2 separate regions of the Mus musculus genome follow, and region 2 is linked to region 1. A link is a contact called in public promoter capture Hi-C data. All regions are on one chromosome and are shown on one strand. The core of a region is the stretch at or near the end of the contact, and the rest is flanking DNA. Distances in the headings are between cores, read along the strand shown. Region 1 overlaps Ube4b (ubiquitination factor E4B). Region 2 overlaps Kif1b (kinesin family member 1B).

Region 1 (5,784 bases), core at 865-3,364:
GAGGATGGTTCTCAATCATCTCAAAGAACTTCTGAGTTCTCGGCTGGACAGAAGGGTTGGTCATGAACATGACCTCCACCAGCTTGGCCACTAGGTAAGGGTTTCGGATGTAGTTCTGGTTGCACAGCATCACAACGAGGAACATGACAATGTCCTGAGTGCAGGGCTCATAAAGCACCTGAGGAGAGTATCTGTAAAGAGGAGAAAACACATGGTGAGTCTCGGAGAGCTCGCTAGGCCGGGAAGGAGACAGGGTCCAGCAGAGGGGGGTACTGGGGTACATACACAGCAGAGGGGGGTACTGGGGTACATACACAGCAGAGAGGGGGTACTGGGGTACATACACAGCAGAGGGGGGTACTGGGGTACATACACAGCAGAGAGGGGGTACTGGGGTACATACACAGCAGAGAGGGGGGTACTGGGGTACATACACAGCAGAGGGGGTACTGGGGTACATACACAGCAGAGGGGGGTACTGGGGTACACAGCAGAGGGGGGGTACTGGAGTACATACACAGCAGAGGGGGGTACTGGAGTACATACACAGCAGAGGGGGATACTGGGGCACACAGCAGAGGGGGAGTACTGGAGTGCCTCTACATGGTTCAACAATGTGCACACTGGAGCCACAAAGATTCAAAGCAAACCTGAGTGTTGGCTGCAATGTGTTTTAGAAAGTAAGCAAAAGCCATAACTGAAACTTCACAAAAAGATCTTCACTGTCCAAAAGTGGGGGTTTTATTTATTTTAAAAGACAGGATCTTTTAAATAGCTTCAACTGTCCTCAAATTCACTATATGCTGGCTTTGAACGTGTTATCATTTGCCTCTACTTCCCAAATACTTATATTATGGGAATGCATGACCATGCCCAGCTTCAGAATGGACAACCTGAATTCCATCTCTAGGACCCAATTGTTAGCAGGACCTCTGTAGCATTCAAGGACCCCATGCGCACACGAATAAATACATGTAATTAAAATATTTTTAGCCAGGCAGTGGTGGCACACACCTTCAATCCCACAACTCAGGAGGTAGAGGCAGGTGAATCTCTGGAGTTTGAGGCCAGCCTGATCTACAGAGTGACGAGTTCCAAGACAGCCAGAGCTACACAGAGAAACCCAGTCTCAAATATCACCCAATCTTTGTAAATGAGTGCTCTCTCTGTATGTTTGCCTGCATGCCAGAAGAGGGCATCAGATCCTAGGATATGTGGTTGTGAGCCACCTCGTGATTGCTGGAATTGATCTCCATCTCTCTAGCCACCTGCCCCAATTTAAAAAAAAAAAAAAAAAAAAAAAGTTCAAATTTTAAGAAATTAAAATGTAAGCCGGGCGGTAGTGGTGCACGCCTTTAATCCCAGCACTTGGGAGGCAGAGGCAGGTGGATTTCTGAGTTCGAGGCCAGCCTGGTCTACAAAGTGAGTTCCAGGACAGCCAGGGCTGTACAGAGAAACCCTGTCTCAAAAAAACAAAAACTAACCCCTCCACGTTACCACCACTGACTGGGCCTGCACAGAGAGAGCTTGTCTGTCCTTTTGCTGATCGAGGGAGCGGCTCGATATGTAGACCAGGCTAGCCTGGAACTCACAATGCTCCTGTGTGAGCTTCCAGGTGCTGGGCTTACAGGTGTCAGTCACCACCATGCTCGGCTGGGGGCAGCTTTTAGGACATAACACAAATTTGCTTTGTATAACTTTGGATGTTGTTTCTGGTCTATCCTGCTTTTGCGTTTGAAACCAGATTTCACACACATTCTTCTGCCAACCAGTTCCCATATAGTTATGGTGATGAGAAATTACCTCTCACAGTTTCAAAATGAAAAGTGAAGGGCTTTGCTTTGATTTTTGTTTTCAGTAGTACTGGGGATTGAGTCCAGGGCCCTTTACCTGCTGGGCAGCTGACCTGAGGGGTCTCCCTGAGAGGCCAGAGAAGGCTCTAGCCCCTGAAGTGAGGATTTTAGGAAACAAAAATCCAAACAAACTGCCTATCTCCCCCCACGTACCAGACACGCAGCTTCTCCAGTTTTACAAATGGAGACAGTTTTGGTTCAAACACAGCTGTGGGTACTTTTGGTTTTGGACATTTCCTGGGGCATTTCTCCAGAGCCTGTTCAATTATCAAACACTGCTCAGGTTTCACAGAGAACTTGCCACTGCCTCTGTCTTGGAGATCAAATTGGAATCAGCTGCTGCTGAAGGGGGTTTCTTTCTCTAAGTTCTGAGCAGCATTCAGGTAAACAGAGTCACACAACCTCCGACTGAAGCGCAGCTATGTGAACCATGACACAGCTCAGGGCACCAGGCACAGTGTATAAGCAGCAGAACACGCAGCTCAGGGCACCAGGCACAGTGTATAAGCAGCAGAACACACAGCTCAGGGCACCAGGCACAGTGTATAAGCAGAAGAACACACAGCTCAGGGCACCAGGCACAGTGTATAAGCAGAAGAACACACAGCTCAGGGCACCAGGCACAGTGTATAAGCAGCAGAACACACAGCTCAGGGCACCAGGCACAGTGTATAAGCAGAACACCACGCAGCTCAGGGCACCAGGCACAGTGTATAAGCAGCAGAACACACAGCTCAGGGCACCACGCACAATGTATAAGCAGAAGAAGACACAGCTCAGAGGACCAGGCACAGTGTATAAGCAGAAGAACATACAGTACGGGAAGTACTTACTGTACAATAAAAAATAAAAATTCAGCAACATCTTCGACATAAAACTCAGGCAATGCTGCAAATACCTTGGGGACTTCTGAATTCAAAGGCAGTGTTACGCTGTAGAGGAGAAAAACCCCACAATTTACAAATGCTATCATGGAACACTGATTACCTGGGGTGTTGTACTTCCAAATGCCCCATGTGGAAAGAGCAGCCCTCACTGTGTAACACATGTGTAAAAGTGCACAGGCAAACGACTGACCCGCAGTGTGCAGAAAGGATGAGGAAGGCCTGGGCGTGTTTTGTAAGTGTTTGCCTCATCTTCTTTTCTTGCCAGACTTAAGGAAGTAGTTAAAATGGGAAAGAAACCCAAAGGTCGAATTTGGTCATTTCAAGCAACTCATACTGGGTGGATAAAGCCAGCATATACTTTATATAAGCTTTTCCAGTCTTTTAGGAACACAGGCCAAACTAACCAATACCTGTGACCTAGGGGGTTCACAGAACGTAAGAGACCTGACTTAAACAACAACAGTGACTGTCGGTGTCCTCGGCTCTCCGAGACTTGGTGCTCAGGAGGCTCAGGAGCCTGTCACCTCTAGCACTTTGCTTCCAATTTATAAACTTCCTTTTCTAGCCATCCAATGTTATAGCAAAATTTTAAAACTGACAGCCACTAAAAAACACATGGGGAAATATTAATCTAGCTTCATATGTATTTATGCATAACTATAAAAATTCTCAAGGTTTAGTTATGACTCAAGAACAATAGCCCGGTAGCCACCGTGAAGACGAGGCACGGCAAAGAGCACACTTACTCAGGATATGCAGGGTCCAGGATGCGCAGCATCAGCTGAATGAGAAGGCCATAAAAATTCAGGCATCTTCTTAGGAAGCTCTCGTCAAGTAAGCCAGCGTCAGCACAGGCCTTGCACCGTACCAGTTTCTGTGGAAGAGGATGGGCCCCGGCCCGAAGATTAGTCCAGTGCCATGGCCCCTGAGCATGAGTAGGCAGTGAGGGGCCAGGAGATGAGAAGTCTAGGTTCGGTAGCTCTGCCTAGCCTCGGGACACTGGTGGTTGTGTCAGGGTCTTTCTGTTTTCAGAATAAAGACAACAGGAAGATAGGCCATGCAAGCCACTGAGCAGAGAGGCCATCAGTCAGTGCTGAAGGTCAGTCACTGACATCATCGCTCAGGAACTTGGACAATTAGTGGGAAAAAGCCAGACAAGTTGTATCTGAATTTCAGCATCAACAGTTCTGTGCTACTCTCAAGCAAAATATCTGTCTGCAACATCTCAGAGGGCCGCCTGCCAGAGGAGACACACAGAGCCACATCTCAGAGGGCCTCCTGCCAGAGGAGAGGCACAGAGGCCACATCTCAGAGGGCCGCCTGCCAGAGGAGAGGCACAGAGGCCACATCTCAGAGGGCCACCTGCCAGAGGAGACACACAGAGCCACATCGTGCAAGTGGATGTTGAGCTTCTTACAGACCCCTTAGTCACAACAATGGAATATAAGGGAGGCTACAGATCTGAAAGAAGAGCTCCGGTCATTCTGCATCCTGACGTTCGGGTAAGACAGGGTCTCATTCTGTAGCTCAGGGTGGCCTTAAAAACCACAGCCACACTCCCTTCTTGGCCTGGGTTAGTGTTGGGGTTACAGGTATGAGCCACTACACCTAGCTCCATTTTATATCTCAAAAGCACTCTGCAGTATTAGCAAACAAAAACGTGAAAATTTCGCTTGTCATGGAAATCAGAGAGACACTTTTCGCTATAATCCCAGTAAAGAGCCCGTGAACAGCTAACACAGCTTTGCCTTCTGAACACAGCACAGAAGATGCACATGTGTGTCTCTGCTTTTACCGCAGGGCTATTCAGGTGTAGGTTCTATGGGACAGATCGTCTTCATTAGACATAGTGATTAAGAGCACAGGTGACGGGGATCTTTCTACCGCCACAGTGCGCTGTGGCAACTGCCGTGGCAGCCTGTATCTGGATGCGTGTCCTGAACATGAGTGTGGCAGGGATGGAGGGGGGAGGTTACACTGCGGTCGAGAACACTTACTAACGACTCAACCGGATATACACATGTGTGTTCTCTGCTGAGATTTAAATAATGAGATACGGAAATATGCAAGGTAGCAACAAGTCCTGTGGTACCTTGAGAGAAAAGAACAACAAAGAAATAACAGGGACATACGAGTGCTTGCTCAGGGTGCATACTCTGGCAAGGGGATTGCTATTAAGAAGCTGGGCCATAATTATGTCAATCAACTGTACAAACCTTAAGCTGAGTTTTACAGCGCTTCAGCATTTCACGGTGTCTGGTGGCCAGTGGGGAATCTTTCCACTGGCTTTCATTATTTTTCAAATCTTCCACGGTTCTAAAATTAACAAAACAAACATCTTAACAATCAAATGAAATGAAAACCACCTAGGTCCATCTCAGACTCTCGAACCTAACTGTCTCACAGGTAAGTACTTTGCATGTTTGTATGCATGTATGTTTGTTTGTTTGTTTGTTTGGCAAGGCAGAGTTTCTCTTTATAGTCATGGCCGTCTTGAAACTCACTTTGTAGACCAGGCTGTCCTTGAACTCAAGAGATCCGCCTGCCTGTCTCCCAAGTGCCAGTATTAATATCAAGCGCCACCAGCGCCCGGACTCACACTTAGGTAGTTTAAAAACTAAAGAATATAGGCCAGGCATTGAGGTGCATGACTCCAATCCAAACAGGTGGATCTCTGGTTTTTGTTAAAGTATATTATAATTGTCTATTTTTTTTATTAGTTGTTAATCCCTCAGTGTACTTAATTTATTAAATCTTATAAGTATGTATTCATAAGAAGACACAGTGCAAATAATAAGGTTTTATAGCATTCATGGTGGCGCTTGATATTAATACTGGCACTTGGGAGACGGGGCAGGCGGATCTCTGAGTTCAAGGACAGCCTGGTCTACAAAGTGAGTTTCAAGACGGCCATGACTATAAAGAGAAGTGGTCTCACACTTCTGTTTAACGCTATAATAGAAGCCATAGAAGAATGGGGCCGGAAAGATGGCTCAGCTGTTAGGAGCACCACTCTCTTGGAGAGGATCAGGGTTCCCTTCTGA
Region 2 (5,944 bases), core at 1,117-3,616, 170 kb before region 1:
AAGAGAAAGAGAAAGAGAGACAGAGACAGACAGACACACACACACACACATACAGAGAAAGAGAGAGAGTCAGAGACAGACACAGAGAGAGACAGACAGACACCAGACACACACACAAATAGACAGAGACAGACACTGAGAGAAAAAGAGACAGAGAGAGAGAGAGAGAGAGAAGAGAGAGAGAGAGGAAGAGAGAGAGAGAGAGAGAAACAAGTTAACAAGTTTTCTTCTCCTGGCTGACAATACCAAATGTCTCCTCCCTTAGTCTCTAAACCACCCAGAAAAAAGAAGATTATCATAAACAAAGGGGAAAGAAAAAGAGAGACAGAGAAGTTACCCTGAAAACCAGAGCTACGGAGACAACAGTCGGACAGTGACCGTGAAGGGGACCTAACATCCAAAGGAAGCTGAAGCACACAGGAGAATCATTTGGAGATGTGCTGGGTCCCCTCGGGTGTGGGTGAGTGTGAGTGTGAGTGTGTATGGACGTGTAGTGGTTTTGTTCCCCTTGTTAGGCCACATGCTACAAGTCTTAGCACAAGAATAAGAAGAGTCAGAGCCATGGAGAGGGAACAGAGAGCTAGAGAAGTGCAGGGTGAGGAGGGAAAAGTCGTTAAGCCACAGGATTACATACAAGAATAACTGTCAAGAATCACAAAGAGAATGAGAGGTAACACTTTCTTTATCTGTCGAAGGTGAGCAAGGCTCAGGAGAACGCTCAGTACTTTGGCTGGCTCGGGCATCTGCGAGAGAGTTTTGACCTATGAGAAAAACAGGAGGCAGCGTTAGAAGAGTGGATGCTGGTCTCTCCCAGCCGATTCTGCAGGCCAGGCTTCTACGCTCCTAAACAAATGGCTGGACCAGCAGTTCTCAACTCGAGACCCCTTTGGGGGTTGAATACCCTTTTCACAGGGGTCGCAGAGCAGATAGCCTGCAGAGCACATATGGACATTATGACTCCTAACAGTAGCCCAGGGACAGCTATGAGGTCTTTCCTACGCTGGGGACTCTGTGAGATGCGCTCCTCTCACACAGCCTGAACTATGGGAGTCCATTAAAGCACTGTTTCTCCTTTACTCGGTGCTCTGGGCCTTCTGCAGACCTCCTGAAAACTGAAACCTAAAGGAGATGAAGGATAGGACCGGTGGTGTCCTTACGGCTGAGGACGCACGACACTGCACTGGAAGCAGGGCACTCGTCTCACCCTGTAACTCATCATCGTACCCTTGCCTTCCTTTCCATTTTCATCCCAGTTAGAACGACACATCTTTCCTACTCATGTAAATGTGAGAAAGAGCTTTCACGAGCCAGGCATGGTAGTGCACACCTGTAAACCCAGTCCTTGGGATGAGGTGGAGAACTTAGAATCTGGCTTGGGCTATACAGTGAGACTGTCTCAGCATGAGGAAATGAAGCAAAAGAACAGTATCTGACCTTATTGTGCCAGCCAGAAGTGGGTTAAAGGCATATAACCAGTCATTCATGTCTTTGTCATTGAGAGCTTGCAGAAGGACCCCACGGTGCTTTGTGCATACAGCAAAAGTATTAGGTGTCTGGGAAGAGACATTAGGTAGAAGAAAGTTATTGGAGAGAATGAACAGTTAGGAACATCTTGCCAAATTCACAGGGTGCACAGCACTTCACACCGAAAGTTCATGCAACCCAGATATAAACTAGGATCCATGCCACAGACTAGAACGCCAGACTCAAAAGGGAAGAACACAGGGAGCATCAGACAGCCAAGTCAGGAGAGACTGACCTTCACCATGGCCTGCTGGTCCTCGCTGTACTCCACCTGTGCTGTAGACAGGTTAATGATGCCACGCTCTACTGGGTCTTTGTCACTGTTATAGATGAAGACGTAAGGGCGACGAACCACAACGAAATGTTTAGCCCAGTTACTGGAAAGTGGCTCTTTGAAATGCAGGTATCCTTTCTTAGATACCACTGATCTGAAAGGACATTGTAAAAGAAGTCAGTTTCTCCTAAAGTAAACAGTAGTAAGCTGAGATCGACCCATCGATACATGCTTCCACTAGGCGAGCCCTCAGATGCACCAGGACAGGAAAATGATCCAGTTGGCCTAGATCATCACTGGTCACATCAGCACAATGTGCTAGGCCCAGATGCCCACCGCACACGGCAGCACAGCCCTGTGCTCTAGGCTGGAACAGCCTTGCACAGCAGAGCTAGAAAGGGTGCATGCCACAGGACTCACCCCGCTCTGACTTCTTCAATGTCTGGAACAAGATTGAGAAATTCATTCTTCCCTGCTCGGGCCAAATAGGGTGTCTCCACAGTTGGGACGATCTGAAACTGTTCAAATTCTTGGCAGGGACTGGAGGCACGAGAGTTGGCTTCTGGGGTCCTTACAGAGGAAGCAAAGAGTAAGAAGCACGTCAGTTAGGTCAGAGCCACTGTGGACATGACCTCACCAGACACAGTGCGCCTGCCCAAGTGCCAGAGGCAAACATCAGTTTCAGAGGTCAGCTAAGAGAAGCTGGTGTCAGAAAGGTAACCCTCATTCCAGCATCTTCTCCGTGGAACAGGACACTGGGGCCACTGAGTCCTGAGAACACAAGCATCTGATAGGAACTGTGTTCCCTCAGGAGTGTCCTATCAGTCTCATGGCCAGAACTGACACAGTGGGTCTCAAAGTGTGGCCCCTGACTGACAGCAGCAGCTCTCTCTGGGACTGGTAGACTGCCCAGTCAGAGACACAGGAAGATGCTTGGCCACTGTGCTATAGCAAGTTTCTAAGGGGTTTTAAAAAGTTCACATCTTGGGCTGGAGAGATGGCTCAGAGGTTAAGAGCACTGTCTGCTCTTCCAGACTCTCATTAGTTCAATTCCCAGCAACCACATGGTGGCTCACAACCATCTGTAACGAGGACGAGTGCCCTCTCCTGGCTTGCAGGCATAAATGCAGGCAGAATACCGTGTACTTAATAAATAAATAAATCCTTTAGAAAAAAAAAGTTCACATCTTGTGGATAGCAGATAAAGCAAACAAATGAAGAAGAACCTGGACCTAGCTGAGAAGGCTCCTAAGAGCAGAGGAGTAGAGTAGTGAACGCCATCATTCTTTAGGCCTCTGTTCTGGTTGTTAGGGGTCTCCTAGAATAGCTTAGCCTGATGATTCTGTATATTTCTGATTCTAAAGGTCCATTTTGAGGCTGGAGAGATGGCTCAGCAGTTAAGAGCACTTATAGTTCTTCCAGATGTCCTGAGTTCAATTCCCAGCAACCACAACCATCTATAATGGAATCTGATGCCCTCTTTGGTGTGTCTGAAGACAGCTACAGTGTACTCATAAAATAAAAAAATCTTAAAAAAAAAAAGGTTCATTTTGCAAGCTTTACTATTTTTGTGTGTGTGTGCGTACATGTGTGCATGGGTATGTTTGTGTGTGTGTTTGAGTGTGTGTGTGTGTGTGAGTGTGTGTGTATGCATGAGCTCATGCATGTGGAAGCCTTCCTCTCTCACTAGATGCCTTCCTCTATCATTCTCCACTTAATTGTGCTAAGTTTTTACCTTTTATGTAGTATCTATTTATTCTGTGAGTTTTATACCCTATACAATGTACTTTGGTCATCTCCACCACCACACAGCCCTTCCAGCTTCATGTCAGTAATCCAGTGAGTTCAGTTAGTGCTGTCTACACTCACACAGGCGTGGGCCAGATACTAGAGCACGGACCAGTGGCCATGCCACAAAGAAAAAGGACTCTTTCCCAGCAGCCATCAGTTGCCAATAGCTCCTCAGCTAGGAACTGGGCCCCCTGAGCCCCTCCCAATCCATGGGCTGGCTTCTTCTTATGCAGGTCTCAGGCAGGTGACCACATCCAGAAGACACTCCTCCCGTCCCCCAGCTCTTAGATCCACCTGTCTCAGCCTCCTCAGCACTGAGACCAGTCCTGTTCCCCTGCAGATGCTTTTTATGCGGATGCTGGGGAGCTGAACGCAGGTTCTCATGCTGGCACAGCAAGCGCTTCACCATCTGAGCCATCTCGGTGGGCCTCTATGCTTTATCATTTCTTTGGATCCATCTTACATTTGATTTGTGTTTTTAACTAGCTTCTGCTTTCTTAGTAGCACATATAACAATTTCATACATCTAATAACAACCTAAAGTTAATAAACTTAAATGAAGAAAGTGCCCACACACTCTAGAGTTGTCCAGAATAGGACAGTGATGTTGAGCTGAATCCAGAACTATAGAAAAACTGGTACTTTGTCTCTGTGAAATCTGAGTACTCACTTCTGATCCATAGAGCTGCTCCTGGAGTCCACCAAGGAGGGGCAAGTGGAGGAGGGCGTGAGGGTGGAACTGCTGAAACTGGACACAGAGGGGTCCCGTCCAATTGGAGAGATGTCAGACAACTACAACAAAGGCAGCACCAATGAGACTCAGCAGCAGCAGCACAACGGAGCTCAACGTTAGCTAGACTAGGCAGCAGCAAGCCCAGGATCTGCCGTCTCGGCCGCCTCAACCCTGGGATCAGAGGCGACTCTTTTTACACGGGCGCTGTGGATCTGAACGCAGGTTCTCATGCTTATATGACAAGCACTTTACGTCTGCCTCTGCCACAGAGAGCAGCAAAAGTCGTCTAAGATAGCCATCTTTTTTAAGGCTGATTCAAAGTCATTAAAGAAAACAAGCCTCTGTAACACAATTATTACTGCTCATAGGCAACGCACCAAACCCTTGTTTCTGTCCCCAGAGTGAAGAAGAGGAGGAGGAGGAAGGAGAGAGATGAGGGAGGGGAGAGAAAGAATGAGAAGCTCTATGTGTCTCTAATTCTCCCTGCTATTACACAGCCTGCACACACACGCCAAGCACCTATTGTTCAAAGCACATGGCAAAGTCCTGCACTCATGGAGCGGAGCATACATTAGTGAAGAAGGGAGACAGACTTTCAAAACGTGCCAGATGGTCAGGCCCATGATACACAGTTAGACCATGTCGCAAAAAACCCAAATGAACGAACGAACGAATGAATGAATGAACAAATGAATAAGTAAATAGAACAAAACCAAAAAGTACCAGATAGTAGGGTCAGAAATATGTCTCAGTGGTTAAGAGAACTGGCTGCTTTTTTTTTTTTTTTTTTAGTTTTCTGAGACAGGATTTCTCTGTGTAGCCCTGGCTGTCCTGGAATTCACTTTGTAGACCAGGCTGGCCTCGAACTCAGAAATCCACCTGCCTCTGCCTCCTGAGTACTGGGATTAAAGGCGTGCACCACCACGCCCAGCGAACTGGCTGCTCTTACATAGGACCTGGGTTTGAGTCCCAGCATCCACACAGTAGTTCACAACTATCTGGGACTTCAGATCCATGGGATCCAACGTCTTTTTCTGACCTCCACAGGCATCAGGTACAAACACGATGCACAGAGCTACATGCATGCAAAATACCCATACATATAAAATTAAAATAATAAAGAGGAAAAATAAACAAATGTTTCAGGGGGTGGCTGGCCTGCTGTGGGGGCTGAAAGAGGCCCACTCCCAAGAAGGCAATGGTGGAGCAGAAAGCAGAAATGATGAGGGAGGCAAGCATGGGAATGAATGTCTGGAAGAAGGCATGTGAGGTGCAGAGAGACCCAGGCAGGCAGGAGCTGCGAAGGCTGAAGGAAAAGCCAAAGGGTCAAGCCATGGAGGACACACAGGTTCTCTCAGGAGCTATCACCTTTTGCTCAACGCATTAAGTCCAATGCCACCAACAGCTCATGTTTTCATTTCACACAAAAGCTTAGTACTGCCCAACATCACAAGCTCTTCAAAGGGAACCAAAGCAAACAAACAAACAAACAAACACCTAAATATTTCCTATGACAGCAATCCTACTCATCCTAGAAGGCATCTGTCAACTTCAGAAGTCAGTGTTCTGACAAAATCAGAAGCCACGCCAGAGCATAATGTCACACCCCTTCAGATACAGTC

Evidence for each region. Capture Hi-C pulls out chosen DNA fragments and counts their contacts.
Region 2: a contact with region 1 is called in a promoter capture Hi-C map of adipose tissue. The contact joins two enhancer-like sites. A contact is called at or near these places in 9 of 39 promoter capture datasets (the HPC-7 cell line, embryonic stem cells, epiblast stem cells and 4 more), 6 of 484 Hi-C or Micro-C datasets (bone marrow-derived macrophages, cardiomyocytes, cerebellar granule neurons and 3 more) and 4 of 9 other capture datasets (adipose tissue, embryonic stem cells, liver and 1 more).

What each region holds. Positions count from the first base shown.
Region 1 is chr4:149,347,972-149,353,755 of GRCm38.p6, forward strand. Ube4b (ubiquitination factor E4B) reads right to left here. Exons shown (of 27, transcript NM_022022.3): 17 at 4,957-5,056; 18 at 3,487-3,614; 19 at 2,687-2,785; 20 at 1-191. Among named protein-coding and RNA genes, the nearest start is that of Ube4bos3, 16 kb to the left of the region's middle. Within about 2 kb of position 2,115, at least 16 of the 459 cell types and tissues checked have an H3K27ac peak or open chromatin away from gene starts, as enhancers often do. A contact at or near this core is called in adipose tissue, where this site is marked.
Region 2 is chr4:149,180,050-149,185,993 of GRCm38.p6, forward strand. It overlaps Kif1b (kinesin family member 1B), which reads right to left. Exons shown (of 49, transcript NM_001290995.1): 45 at 4,260-4,381; 46 at 2,219-2,368; 47 at 1,760-1,952; 48 at 1,435-1,553; 49 at 1-761. The coding sequence ends at 719. Among named protein-coding and RNA genes, the nearest start is that of Pgd, 16 kb to the left of the region's middle. Within about 2 kb of position 2,367, at least 25 of the 459 cell types and tissues checked have an H3K27ac peak or open chromatin away from gene starts, as enhancers often do. A contact at or near this core is called in adipose tissue, where this site is marked.